Linked DNA regions of Sus scrofa: region 1 is linked to region 2. The links are chromatin contacts, called in public HiChIP or PLAC-seq maps. All regions are on one chromosome and are shown on one strand. Each heading gives the region's core, a stretch centred on a gene start, on an enhancer-like site or on the middle of the called end of the contact. The rest is flanking DNA. Distances are from core to core; before and after follow the strand shown.

The links. HiChIP or PLAC-seq counts read pairs in DNA pulled down with a chosen protein or histone mark.
Region 1: a contact with region 2 is called in an H3K27ac HiChIP or PLAC-seq map of alveolar macrophages. The contact joins two enhancer-like sites. A contact is called at or near these places in 2 of 47 Hi-C or Micro-C datasets (embryonic fibroblasts and epiblast stem cells) and 1 of 2 datasets of contacts at active chromatin or transcription factors (alveolar macrophages).

What each region holds. Positions count from the first base shown.
Region 1 is chr14:31,617,360-31,621,014 of Sscrofa11.1, forward strand. No RefSeq gene overlaps it. Among named protein-coding and RNA genes, the nearest start is that of ATP2A2, 56 kb to the right of the region's middle. Within about 2 kb of position 1,857, at least 27 of the 83 cell types and tissues checked have an H3K27ac peak or open chromatin away from gene starts, as enhancers often do. A contact at or near this core is called in alveolar macrophages, where this site is marked.
Region 2 is chr14:31,363,639-31,367,325 of Sscrofa11.1, forward strand. CAMKK2 (calcium/calmodulin-dependent protein kinase kinase 2) reads left to right here. Exons shown (of 16, transcript XM_021073030.1): 16 at 1-2,866. Among named protein-coding and RNA genes, the nearest start is that of P2RX4, 22 kb to the right of the region's middle. Within about 2 kb of position 1,758, at least 35 of the 83 cell types and tissues checked have an H3K27ac peak or open chromatin away from gene starts, as enhancers often do. A contact at or near this core is called in alveolar macrophages, where this site is marked.

The sequences.
Region 1 (3,655 bases), core at 607-3,106, 250 kb after region 2:
CAGATACGCCAAGGAATGCTTATAATTCTGATTTGATTATTGCTTGCCATCTTTATTCCACACAGAAAGAGTATGTGGATTAAACACTATGGTAACTCCAAAATTACTTTATTAACTGAAGCAGAACATCGTTATTACTTCAAGAAAAGCAAATTGGAAAAAAAAAAAAAAAGCCCTAAAAGTACAGAGTTATTTATAGTTTTTATGTAACATTGGACATTTAGTAATGCAACTTAATAGGCTTTGTACAGTGTCTTTCCACTCATTTCATGATTCGATTGGAACATTGCAAAGCTTTGACTAACTCTGACAGTTTTTGACAGGTGGCACTTACAGAAGAAGAGCTTATTACATTTTTCCTTCAGGATTGATACTCTAGCTGGCTAATTGATGAGAGTACTTAATTGTTTTGGAAAATAATCTGTCTTGCACATAATGGCCCAAGTAAAGGAGAAAATGTAGCCTGTGAAATATGCTTCTGTGTTCACAGATTTTCTCCTCCTAGGATCCAGTGTTGCCAACTGTTGCATGAGACTGACTTAAACTGTAAATTTCAAAAGGCCACTGCTTATCTTACTTTCTGTATTAGTTAAGGACATAATCCAACTTTAAAGGTTATCCTTTGAGAAGAATCTTATAATACAAGATAATGTCTTTTCGGTTATAAATCTATTAACAACTCAGTCCAACATCATGTATTTTCCAGGTCCAGAAAATGTAGCAGAATGCTCTTAGAACATTGTTTAAAGACCTGTGGAAATTAAACCAGATCTCAGGAAATTATAGAATATTTAACTTTCTTCTTTAGATTAATACTTTGTATCATTTTGCTTTAATGCAGCAGTGAACAATAATAAAAGAAGCCATTTCATTAAACTATCAAATAATTAGTTTATGTAACATACAGTTTTTTTGGAAAATTTTAAGCTCTGCATTTTCCAAGTGAAATTCTAAAGCTTTTATGCAACACGATACAGAGCACTTTTTGGTAATTTGAATAAGAGACTGAATATGTTGCTCAAACTAAAAATATATAAATTTGCAGAATTCTGAATTGAATTTGAAACTATGCACAAATGAATAGCTTGCCAGAGCTACCTTTGTACTGAAATAAAATTTGTATTGAAAAATGGCTTCATATGGATGTGTGTGTCTTATAGAAACTTCCTTGTCTTACACAGGCCTTCTCCCAACGTTAGTGACTAATGAGTGTGAATCAAAGACTTGTTTCTACAAAAGGTTCTAGGTGCTTACATCATTCCTTTTGAGTGGCATGGAGTGTTTGGCCCTAGGGGGTGGGTAAGTTAACCCCCCAATAATTAACTTTCCTTAAACTGGGTTGTTATTGATAACGTCTCCAATGTTGTAGTAAAGGTGAGATCTAGATTGTGCATATAATGAATCCTGTTTTAAACAATCCATGGCAGCCAGGAAGAGAAATAAAGTTAAAGTTGCCCTTTTATTAAATATGTGATTATTTCTCTCCTCAGGAGAAGCTACTGGCTTAGCTCCTCCTCTCTTTCCTTTTAATGAGAGCAGTTTAATTACAGCTGTTTGATGTCCAGCAACCAGCCATGAGGTGAATGTTTTGTCTGAGGAGAAAAGAGAGGGATCCTTTAAAGTCATCTATATATTGTCTTTGACCCTTCTGCCTTAAGGCAGTCTTTAAAAAAGAAAGTTATTTGTAACTGTTGTGCAGTCTCATCCTGTCCTTGCAAAAGGAATCAAAAACTAAAACACAAAATCCAAACAAACATTTTTTTAAAGATGGACAAAATATGCTTTCTGCTCCCATGCTCCCTCTTTTGGCAAACTGTAAGTACTTTCTCAGCAAACACTGATAATTTCAGTTTCCTTTCTAGAATTGCTGAGAGACTTGAGTCACGGAACTTGGTTTACTGCTATGGAAATTCACTATTCAGAACACAGAGGAGACTAAAGATCTCTGTTTTTCAGTGAAAGTCTTTGTTTCTGCCTCACTTCAGAGTGTTAACTAATGGCAGGTTCCTGGCAAGACTGCTGCTTTAGCACTGCCCATGATAACCTGGTAAAGTCATAGAATTTTGGAGTTTGAAAGGAACCTCAGAATGATTCGTGTAATCATTCATTAGATCTGTTGGAACCTTTGAGGGATCTCTTTCAACCTCTACACAGTCAGAAATCAATACAGTAGTGCCTGTAGCAACTTGCTTTCCAGCCTCAGTAGATAACCGCAGTGCAGCTCACTCCTCACGAGGGAGCCTGTTCCACTGTTAAAGACACAGCTTGATTAGTTTGTTGGTTCTAAAAGTGAAGCAGATTTACAGAGGACGGGAAAATTTTTTTAAATAGCAGTTAGGCAAAGCAAGATTGAACAAATTTTACTCCCTGAAGCTCTGTAGTCATTATAATCATGATGATGGTGAAGATGATGATGCTGGCAGCTAACTCATTATTGAACACCTAGTATGTATGAGACACTGTCCTAAGTGCTTTATGTATAGGAACCAATGTGACTCTCAAAATAACCCTATGAAGTGTAGATACTCTTATCCCCACTTTATAGATGAGGAAACTGAGGCACAGAAAAGCTTCCACAGTATTACACAGCTAATAACCATGGCAGAGCCAGAGTCTAAGACTTTAACTGCCATGTTGTCCTGCAATATGACCCATGAATATACTGGCTGTGTATATCCAGACAGGTTGATGTCCATTTATGAACTATAATATGTGTGAAATTATATTTAATGCTTCTTACAATTCTTTTTTTTAAAATGTGTTTCCTTACTGTACCTGAAGAACAAACTTAACTGCTTTTCTAAATGATTAGAAATAAACTCTACTGGAGTTCCTACTGTAAATCAGTGAGTTAAAAACCCGACTAGTATCCATGAGGATTCGGGTTCAATTTCTGGCTTCGCTCAGCAGGTTAAAGGATCTGGCATTGCCACGAGCTGTGTTGTAGGTCACAGATGCAGCTCAGATCCCACATTGCTGTGGCTGTGGTGTAGGCCAGCAACTGCAGCTCCAATTCAACCTCTAGCCTGGAAACCTCCATATGCTGCAGGAGTGGCCCTAAAAAGAAAAAGGAAAAAAAATTCTACCAATTATATGAGAGAAATATAGTAAAAATGATCATCAAGTAAATGCATCAAAGAAATGAGTAATAGGAGCTCCCTGGTAGCCTAGCAGTCAAGGATTCAACGTTGTCACTCCTGTGGTTCTGGTTACTACTATGGCATGGGTTCGATCTCTGACCTGGTGGGAAACTTCCACATGCTGCAAGTGCAGCCAAAAATAAAATTGGAGGAGCTCCCACTGTGGTGAGCAGGTTAAGGATCTGGCATTGTCTTTTCAGCAGCCTGGGTTCAATCCTTGGACAGGCACAGTGAGTTACGGATCCAGCATTGCTGCAGCTGTGGCATAGATCGCAGCTGCAGCTTGAATTCAATCCCTGGCCCAGAAACCCATATGTCACGGGTGCAGTCAAAAAAGAAAAATTAAAAAAGGAGTAATAGTTTTAGATACAGTGCAAATGGAAGCTTTGTAGATTGCAATTTAAAATTTTATCTGTGAAAGTCTTTAAATCATGTATGTCTCCTGTTGCTGGATATTTAGATTGATTCCAGTTTTTTACTTTATGAACAGCTCTGCAATGAAACTTAGAGATTTA
Region 2 (3,687 bases), core at 508-3,007:
CACAAAACAACAAAAAAAGACTTGACTCCATGACATCGACCTTGGCCGCTGGCTGGCTGAATGGGCGGGTATGAGGAGTTGCAGACCCAAAGCCACGTGCATTTGGGGACAATTGCTTTTTAAAACGTTTTTATGCCAAAAATCCTTCCTTGTGAACTCAGAATCATGTCAGATATACCAAGTGAATGTGTGTGTGTGTGGGGGGGGTTGAAAATCAGCCCAAACTGACAGAAAACTGGTGGTGCGGTCTGAGACCACACCCACATTTGAAGGGGGGGATGTAACTTGGTGCAGAACTCAAACCCCAAACCGTGGCACCTTCTAGAACCATGGACTCAAGGAGTCAGGACAGGGCTAGCCCTCAGTAAACTGCAGGGAGCTTTGCTGCAACTTACTCCTAAGAAGGACTTTACAAATTTTTTATGAGTAAAGTTGTAGTCAGGAAAGGGCTTGATGCTTAATAGCTTCCCGGAGGGGGATTTTCCGACCCCAGAGGGGCATTCGGTGGTTGTGGGGGGACAGGTCCCCTCTAAAGGTCTGAACGAGTGTTTATGACATCGGCTCAAAGCTGGAATCTTTCTTAGTTGACTGAGGAGCTCTGGTAAGTCTCTTGTTAAATGACAAAAACTTCAGGGTGAAATCCTACACTTCCATGTACATTACATGGCTTAGGAGTAAAAACAAACAAAAAATACGTTCAGTTCTCTAACTAGTCTGAACTCTAGAGCAGTTCAGAAATCATTTCGAGCTTCCAGGATATATCCCACGGCTTCAGGTATGTGAGAGCCAGTGAAAGCTATGCCTGTATATTTAGCAGCTCTGCTTGTTCATAACCCATGTATTCTAGAGACGGCTAAGGTTTTCTTTCCTTCTTAAATACTAGCTGATTGCTGTTAATGAAACACTTATCTAGTTTCTGGAGGGCCAGATTGGAGGTACTTTCCTTCAGCTGAGACGCAAATGACCATTCCTCACAGGCAAAGCTCTGTTGGGATCTCTACGGTAACTTTAGGGCACCCTTTGAGAGATGATGATTGAAACGCAGAGCACTCCTCAGGGCCCCAGGGAACCAGAGCTTGGCACGAGAAGTTCCCTTTTGTGGCCAAAAGTCTGGAAAGAAAAGGTTTACTTTTTTGACTTTCCACTGACGTTGGGAAGTTTGGTTGCAGTTCAAGTATGATTTCTTCCAGAGCTACATGTGGGTGAGCGTGAAGTTCTAGGGGGAAGAAAGTTGGAAGGACTTCGAATAGGGAATTCCCAGTGCTTTGTGGAATCTGGCTTGGGGGAAACAGGGTCTTTCATGGGCTCAGAAGGAGTGCTTTTTTGTAGTTTCTATCTACTCAGTGTTGGTAGGAGGGCTTTTTGCAGAGAGACAGAGAAGCAGACCAGGTGCCTTCCTGCCCAGCACGTTCACAGAGCCCCAGTGTTCTTGGCCTCCCTAGATCTTCCTAAGCTCTTGACTGTGGTTTAGCCAGGCTTCTCTTGCTCTCTCATAAGCAGTACTGAATTAGGGAATGCTGGTTTCCAAGAGCAAAGGTACACCCTCTGCTGCAGGGGCCTCTGGCCTGCTTTCTTTCTGTTTGTAACCTAGCACTTCCTCTTGCCTCTTGGACTTGTTTCAGTTTACAGGCTCCACCCCTACTGGGAGCAAGTGGGGTCTGGTTAGTTTGCAATAAGCACCTTGCAGTGGTTCCTGTCAACCAGTCCCTAGTCTTAGTCCCAGCCTGTCTATGTGGACTCTGGCCCGGCCTGTGCAGTGGCTTGCCCAGGGAGGGCGGGCAGCATGCAAGAGCCTCTGCAGAACTGTGTTTACACAACCGCATCGGGCAACGCCATTTCTCCCACGATGAAACTCTCCGGCTAAGATTACATGGCGTGGAAAGCCAGCGAGCAGGCAGCACCATGAACTGTTGTGGGGGTGGGGGGGCAGGGGGCTATGTTCATTACTTTTTTTTTTAAAATAAGAAACACCAAAGAAAGCTGTGGAAAGGAACTGCCCCACGGAGAAAAGTATAAGCAGGGAGGTGTGTAACATAAAGCATTAGAGCTCCTTGGAGCACAGACTCCTGGGGTTCGTCTCCACTCTTAGAGCACAAACATTGATTTTTTTTCCCCCCAAAGTCAGCTCTGTTAGGAAAGGGCAGAAGCTGTGATGAGCAGCTTTTCCAGGTGAGGATACCCATCCACCTCTTCCATCACTGGCTCATCAATGGGACCAGTTTGATGTAAGCAAGACATGGCCTGCACCTGTGGCCTTGAAGGAAGCACACGTCCTCTACCCATCTTCCTTCTGCCCTGTTCCACTCCCCCATCTAGTCTGCAGCCTGGCCAGTGGCTCCCATAAAGCCTTATCCAGCCCCTCGTTGGCACTTGGGGCCGGAGAGGCTGTCTCCCCACTGGCCTGGGCTTTCCCGTGAGTTAGGGCTCCGTCCTCAAGTCCTTTCAAGGCAAGGAAGCGAATAGCTGTGCATTTAGAGACACAGGCCCGACCTGTCACTCTCACTCATCTTCCAAAGGGGAGCTTCCCATTGCCTGGGGGCGGGAAGAACCAAGACCTCCACTTGCTTCCAAGGTGCTAGGGAAAGTGTCAAGGTCGTCGATTCTCATCTTCTCTCAGCTTTACAGGCCGAGTTTCGCGGGACTGCTGACTTTTCTATTCTGTGACTGATTTCATGCCCGATGCTTCTGTTTTATTCCTGATCCTTTCTACTATGCATTTTCCTTTTATCAGGTGTACAAAGTTAAATACTGTGTATTTATCACTAAAAAGGTACATGAACTTAAGAGAATATTAAGCCTTTGGTGTTTTTCCACAGATGTTTAAGCTTCTCTGTAAACTTGAAATAAACAGCAAAATGGTGCAAAGCCTGGCCCTTTTTGGAATGTTTTCGTTGGTCGTTCCATGAAGTCAGCCCTTTCCAGGTCATCTGGCCTTATGTCTGTTTTCCTTCCTTAGGCTTGACAGCGAGATCAAATGCCCAAGTCAAGGCAGATGCACTCAGTCAACCCCTAATTTAAGCCTGTCATAGTACCCCACTACTGAGAGTGTGGTCCCCAGGTCAGCATCACCTGTGAGTGGGCTGGAAATACAGACTTCTAGGCTCCATCTAAGCAAGCTCCCCAGGTCACTCATCTATACACTGAGGTTTGCAAAGCACTGCTCTGGCAGGCAGGTCATTGCCAGATGGATTCTTCTGGTGGAGACCAAACAAGCGAGCACCTACAGGATGGGTGCTAAAAGGTCACACACAGACCACATCCTGCGGGCAGGCAAGCTTCCTGACCCTTCACCCCATGAGGTAAGTGTTAACCCCATTTATGGATCATCATCTGTAAACAGGCTTGACCAGAGCTCTGAATTGGTCAGCAGGTTCAGTGCTTTGCAGAGCCTTGACAGCTGCCGGTTGTCATGGAGTCTGGAGAGAGGTTCTAGAACCGCTTTTTCCAGACTGCAGGCTAAGGTTTCCCTGCATTCCCAGGTGCGGCTCCAGCCCATGGCATTGCTTTACTGGCTTTGAACTTCGATTCTTTGTTATCAAGGGACAGTAGATGAAGTTTGAAAGATTCCTGTTCCACAACTGCAGGAACACAACATTGAAATACTGGCCCTCCAGGGCTGGGAGCAGGTGTTCCCAGTCAAAGACCCCACTGACTGATGAAAGCCAGAAGAGAGGCACACAGGTGCAT